Regions from separate parts of the Mus musculus genome. Here region 1 is linked to region 2. The links are chromatin contacts, called in public HiChIP or PLAC-seq maps. All regions are on one chromosome and are shown on one strand. Each heading gives the region's core, a stretch centred on a gene start, on an enhancer-like site or on the middle of the called end of the contact. The rest is flanking DNA. Distances are from core to core; before and after follow the strand shown.

The links. HiChIP or PLAC-seq counts read pairs in DNA pulled down with a chosen protein or histone mark.
Region 1: a FOXA1 HiChIP or PLAC-seq map of pancreatic cancer cells shows a contact between it and region 2. The contact joins two enhancer-like sites. A contact is called at or near these places in 1 of 39 promoter capture datasets (frontonasal cranial neural crest), 1 of 484 Hi-C or Micro-C datasets (pro-B cells) and 2 of 115 datasets of contacts at active chromatin or transcription factors (memory CD8 T cells and pancreatic cancer cells).

Annotation. Positions count from the first base shown.
Region 1 is chr3:90,627,891-90,630,775 of GRCm38.p6, forward strand. No RefSeq gene overlaps it. Among named protein-coding and RNA genes, the nearest start is that of S100a6, 16 kb to the left of the region's middle. Within about 2 kb of position 1,606, at least 38 of the 459 cell types and tissues checked have an H3K27ac peak or open chromatin away from gene starts, as enhancers often do. A contact at or near this core is called in pancreatic cancer cells, where this site is marked.
Region 2 is chr3:90,084,170-90,086,869 of GRCm38.p6, forward strand. It overlaps Tpm3 (tropomyosin 3, gamma), which reads left to right. Exons shown (of 10, transcript NM_001293748.1): 3 at 2,277-2,410. Among named protein-coding and RNA genes, the nearest start is that of Tpm3, 13 kb to the left of the region's middle. Within about 2 kb of position 1,347, at least 113 of the 459 cell types and tissues checked have an H3K27ac peak or open chromatin away from gene starts, as enhancers often do. A contact at or near this core is called in pancreatic cancer cells, where this site is marked.

The DNA of each region.
Region 1 (2,885 bases), core at 356-2,855, 540 kb after region 2:
CTCCCCTCTGAGCTCAGAGCCTGAGGAATGATGGAGCCTATCTGCATAAGGCCAGGAGACTAGGTATCTTCTCTGAAAGACAGGGGGAGCTGACTAGCCTGTGCTGTCTCATAACCCATCCTTTGGCACCTCCTTCTGGCCACTTCATCCCCACTCACTATGGTCCTGCAAGGAAATCGGTCTGAGGTGGTTAGGTTGCTATTGCTGTTTGGACAATAGCGGTTTGAGCAGAAGCTAGACCCATTTGTTCCTCTTCAGGGCTAAGTCACTGGGCCACAGCAGAGCATAGGCTCCCAAAGGGAAGAGCCGAGCTAAGATTTTACATGCCCATGTATCTCTCATGTTGCTCTTGAAAGTGCTTTTGTTTTTTCAAACCAAACTTGTCCTGCACCTCAAACTCTCTATGGGCTTCAGCCACGGGCCAGGTCCTTGAGTTTGCATATCAAGCCTTTCACAGTTGTGTCTCTGCCTCTTCTGCTTCATTTTCTGCAACTTCTTCTTTTTTTTTTTCTCCAGGTCAAAGTTTATAGTCGGACAGAGATTCCTGGACATACACACAAACCAAACCAAACCATACCAACCCCCCCCGAAATGACCCCCCAACCCCAAGCAAACACCCTCCAATAAAAAACTTTCCTTTTAGTTATCTTGGAGAAGTGTGGGTCACAACAGAATGTATGGACAAGGTGACATTTGCCAGATGGTGCAGGTCAAGACATTACAGTCCCATGAGAGATTAACTGTTCAAAACAAGCAAAATACACTGGGATATACTAAAGCCAGTGCTAATATTTTACAAAGAGGATAGCTCATTAATGGGAGAAGATATATCTTGCAGGTAAAAAAATGGCACAATTTTTGTTTGCTAACAGGAATTTTAAAAGAAAGTGATCACAGCACTAAAGCTTCACTCTGTAGAACCCAGCTCAGATCAGGCTGCTGCTAGCAAAAGAGCCTGGCTCACTCAACAGTATGGACTGCCCTCTTCTGATCCTGCATCCTTCCAACCTCCGTGACTCAAGTTTGCAACTTTCCTGTCACACTTCAGCCCTCCAACCTTCCATACCCAGCTGTACATGTATGCAGTGACATCTTAGGTCCTGGGCTTTCCACTTTGTCTCCCCCACTGTCCGGATATATTATTCCTCTGCAACAGTCTTTGTTTCAAGAGAATGACACTGGTTTGCATGCCTGTCCTTCCTCCATTTTCCCCTTTCCCCATATCCCTCACTTGAATCTGAACTGAGATACTTCTCATAGGGACGCGTCCTCTTCAAAGGCCTACCATATGGTGGGTGCTCAATAAATCATTACTTACACTGAGAAAGGATGTAGGGAAAAGGGCTCAGAGAGGAGCCTGTGAAAGGTGCTTTTAGGTAGGGCTCTGGTCATGAACATCTTAGAGGATGGACCAGAAAGTTGAAGTATGTGAGACTAGGCCACGTAGGTGTGTGTCTCTGAGACTTCAGGCACTGGGCAGGGGTGTCTTTAGGTCATCATCTCAGGGATACCTGGAGGGCTCAGTTCTGAATGCTGTATTCATCGCTGTGTTCCACATGCCCAACATTGAGTCAGGCACAGCAGGTGCCTATGAGTCATAACCACTAACTTTTTGAAGTGCAAATGCAGACAAAACCAGTTCTCTTCAAACAACACACTCTCAGCCACCATTCCTTACCCTGGATGAAATCATAGCAGGCTCATAGCCTTTTTAGTATCTCTGAGGTCATGAACTACAGGTAGTGGAAAGTCCACTTAAAATTCTCCATTCCTGTTCCACTCAAAGGTTTCTACTGCTCCAGCCAGGCCTACCCTGCAATTGGGAAGAGGCTCGTGGGGAGCCTCTTTACTCTTTTGGTCATCTGTCATGATCACTGTGTCTTCCTTCTCTTCTGATTAGGGGGAATAGAGACACGAGGAGTCACAGCTTTCTGACCATCACCCTCAAGGTGGGTTGACTCCTGTGAGTCTGTCTCTTTCACCTGATCACTATGATAGTCCTCACCAGGATCCAGCCAATGTCTGCATGAGAACTCTGTTGGGGTTAAGTTAATCTGTAGGCAGACCCTATTTTTTAGGGATCCTTATCTGATCATGAGACCTCAATAGTTGCCTGGACATCAAGTGGCAGCACAGTTGACTTCCCTGTAGCCATCTTTCCTCATTGACTTTGGGGTCAGGCAGCCTCTTACCTTCAGAATGTTTAACACATACAGGAGCCATTTCCTGTATTTTCCACGAACATACAGGAAATGGCTCCTGCTTCAGTCAACTGAGAGATTCTCTTAGTGAGCTTCCCAGTTGGTCTAGGGGGAATAGTGTCTGTTCTCCTCTTCTTTGGTGGTGAGTGGGAACAAATGGCATCCCCCAAACACCCCAGTCGTCTCTCTGAGTAACCCTAGATTGTCTTTTCTTGAGGTGAGGATAGGGTTATTGCGTGTGTTGGAGCTAGCCTCCTGCCAAAATATTCCCCATGGAGGATCAAGAGCCTCTCCAGAATGCTTAGAAATGTACCCCTTTTATCCACTGTGCAGCCACTGTAATTGAAGCAGTGAAACATTTAACTTCCTGTGACTTTAGGGTCTGGAGAATGAGTGAATGGATGGAATTGCATTTGGTGGGTCTTGGTTGCTTCCTTCAGGAGACTTCCTGGGTGAGAAGCAAGACTAGTAAGAGGAAGGGAGGCTGGCAAAGGAGTGGAAAGGGGGCTCAGGTCTGGGTCCTCTGTGTAGAATGTGTGGTAATTGCAAAATGAGCCAGTAAGTCCCCAGTGCCCAGAGGCCTACTATGAGGCCAGGTGGTCCTTGCTATTATCCTTGCGTTTATTTTCATCTGTCCAACCACCACCTTTCTGAGGCTTTGCCCCTCATTTCTAGCTGTCTTTC
Region 2 (2,700 bases), core at 97-2,596:
AGAGCCAGCTTGTTGCCATGGGAACTATACCCTGCCCCCAGAGCCTGTTATCTTTTTCCAGTTTGGGTAACTAGGAGCTGGAAAGGGACTTAACATTTCATGTGCTTCCTGCAGATCCAGCTGCATTTTTCTCTTTAATTCCCCCCACCCCCAGGTTTATTGATTTTTCTGTGAATCAGTGTTTTTGCCTGTGTGGTGTATGTATGTGTACCATGTATGTGTTTGGTGCCCATGGAAGTCAGAAGAGGGCTTTGGAGCCTCTGAAACTGGAATTATGGATGGTTGTGGATCACTGTGTGGGTGCTGGGAATCAAACCTGGGTTCTCTGTAAGAGCAACTGGTGCTGTTAACTGCCGAGCCATCTCTCCAGCCCCTCAGGCTGCATTTTTCATGTTTTTGTTGTAACCGTCGTAAGGGGTAAGTACTGTGTGGTATTGTGAGTGTATCACAGCCCTGGTCTGATAGCCTGGCTTGCTCTGGACTGGTTGGCCCTGTTGAGTTTGTGAGGATAAATCTGTGTTGTCTTCCAGGACATCTGTTTTCCTAGAAGAGACAGAACTAGAGAATGCTTGCCTTTGTGGTGTTCTGAATGGTAGAGTTAGGAACACAAATGGTTTCTCAGGAATTTCAATTTATGTAGACTTCTCAGTTTAATTTTTTTCCCTTATCCTGGTCTCCTGCCTCCTTCCCCAATCTCTCCTGTGTTTGTATGTGGAAATTTTTGTTCCAATCCTGACTGTTAGCAGGATCTTATCCAGTTATATCCCTCCCTGTAGGGCTGATGGCCCAGATTCTCCAGCTGCTACCACCCTTGACTGTTAGAGGAAACCAGGGTAATGGAATTCAGGCACAGTCTGGGCTGGAGAGGGGAGCCAGAGTTCACCGGGATAGAAGCGTTTGAACGTCATCATGTGTAGCAAAGATCTTAAATTTGGGGTGGTGTTTATTTGTTTGAAACAGGGTCTCCTTGGGTAGCCCACGTTGGCATTGAACTTACCCTGTCTTCAGAGTGCTAGATTGTGGCCACGTATAATCCCATCTGTGAGAACCCCTTCCAGACTGACAGTAGACCAGCTATGTTGGTGACTTACTTGGACTTGAGCGTGTGCTTTGTTGCATATGAAGCCAGGGAAGTTACTATTAGGAATTGTACTGAAGTCCAGTGAAGCTTAGTAGGAGGTTGTTAGAGGCATAGAATAGAAAGGCAGGCAGCCAGCCAGAGGCGTGGCGCTAGGTGGAAGCTAGGGTTCTTGTTTGTTTTTTATAAGGGAACACACTGAAGGGGCGGGGTGGGGGAAGATGGACAGTTTGTGGGGACTAGTTCTCTTTGTCCCCCGTGTGGTTCCCAGAAGTAGGGCTCAGATCCTCAGCCTTGGCATCTGGTACCTTTAGCTGTTGAGTCATCTTTGCAGCCCAAGAGAGCCCAATCTTGCGTCCTTTCCCTTTCCTGTCTGGAGAGCTGTCTGGAAGGCATTAGTTGGTCATCTTCCTGGTGTGTTCGGGGAAGGAGATCACAAGGTTAAACTGGTATACATAGAGAAATATAAAATGATAGAAATACTAAACACCGGGTATCCTGGCATTTGCCTGTAGTCCCAACACTCAGGAGGATCTGGAGTTGAAAACTGGAAGTAGCTGTCATTGAAGGAGAAGTCTGTCTCCTCTAGCTGCTTTTTTGAGACAGGATCTCACTGTGTAGACTAGGACTAGACTGGCTTCAGACTCAGGGAGACCTACTTGCCTCTGCCTCCTGCGTGCCACAATTGAAGGTGTGTGTCAATACACCCGGCTTTGTTGGCCCTTATAGGTTCTGGGATTTGAATTGAGTCCAGAAGAGAAAAAATGATACTGTGTGGATAAGGAACTGAATTTTAGAATGCTCTGCAGGGCTGAGGGTACCACCCCTTTGTTAGAGTGCTTGTCGGACATGCACAAAACCCTGGGTTCTATCCCTCACACAGCATAAATTGGACATTGTGGAACATACCTGTAATCTCAACACTTGGGAGGTACTCCATGGCACGTTCAAGCCAGCGTGGGCTACGTGAGGTTAGTTCACATGAGCAAAACATTTCCTGTTTAACCAATGGGAGTTCTTAGCTAGGGAAGGAGGAAACTGATTAGTAATCATGTAGTTAGATCTTTAGCATTTAAAGCAAGACAGGCTCTATCTTACCTACACGACTGGCTTCTTCATAGTAGTCAGGTCTAGCCTTCTGTTACAGTTGGTTTTCTCACCAGAAGTTGATTTGTTTTCCATTTCCCATTGATTGAAGGCTGAAGCTGAGGTGGCCTCCTTGAACCGCAGGATCCAGCTGGTTGAAGAGGAGCTGGACCGTGCGCAGGAGCGCCTTGCCACTGCTTTGCAGAAGCTGGAGGAAGCAGAGAAGGCTGCTGATGAGAGTGAGAGGTGTGTGAATCCCAAAAGAATAGGCCGGCGGGGCTTCTGGGTGGAGCAGCCCTCTCCTGCCTGGCCTGAGGTGTCCTGGGTTCCATCCCTGGCACTGCAGACAGTAAAGCTGATAGTGGCTCTGACCTGGATTTTCCACTAGACCTGTTTTTTGTTTTGTTTGTGTTTTTTGTTTGAGGCATGGTCTCATGTAACCCAGACTGGCTTTGAACTCTTGAGCCTCCCGCCTCCACTCTTTGGGTTTGTTTTTGTTTGTTTGTTTGGTTTTGGTTTTGGTTTTTTGAGACAGG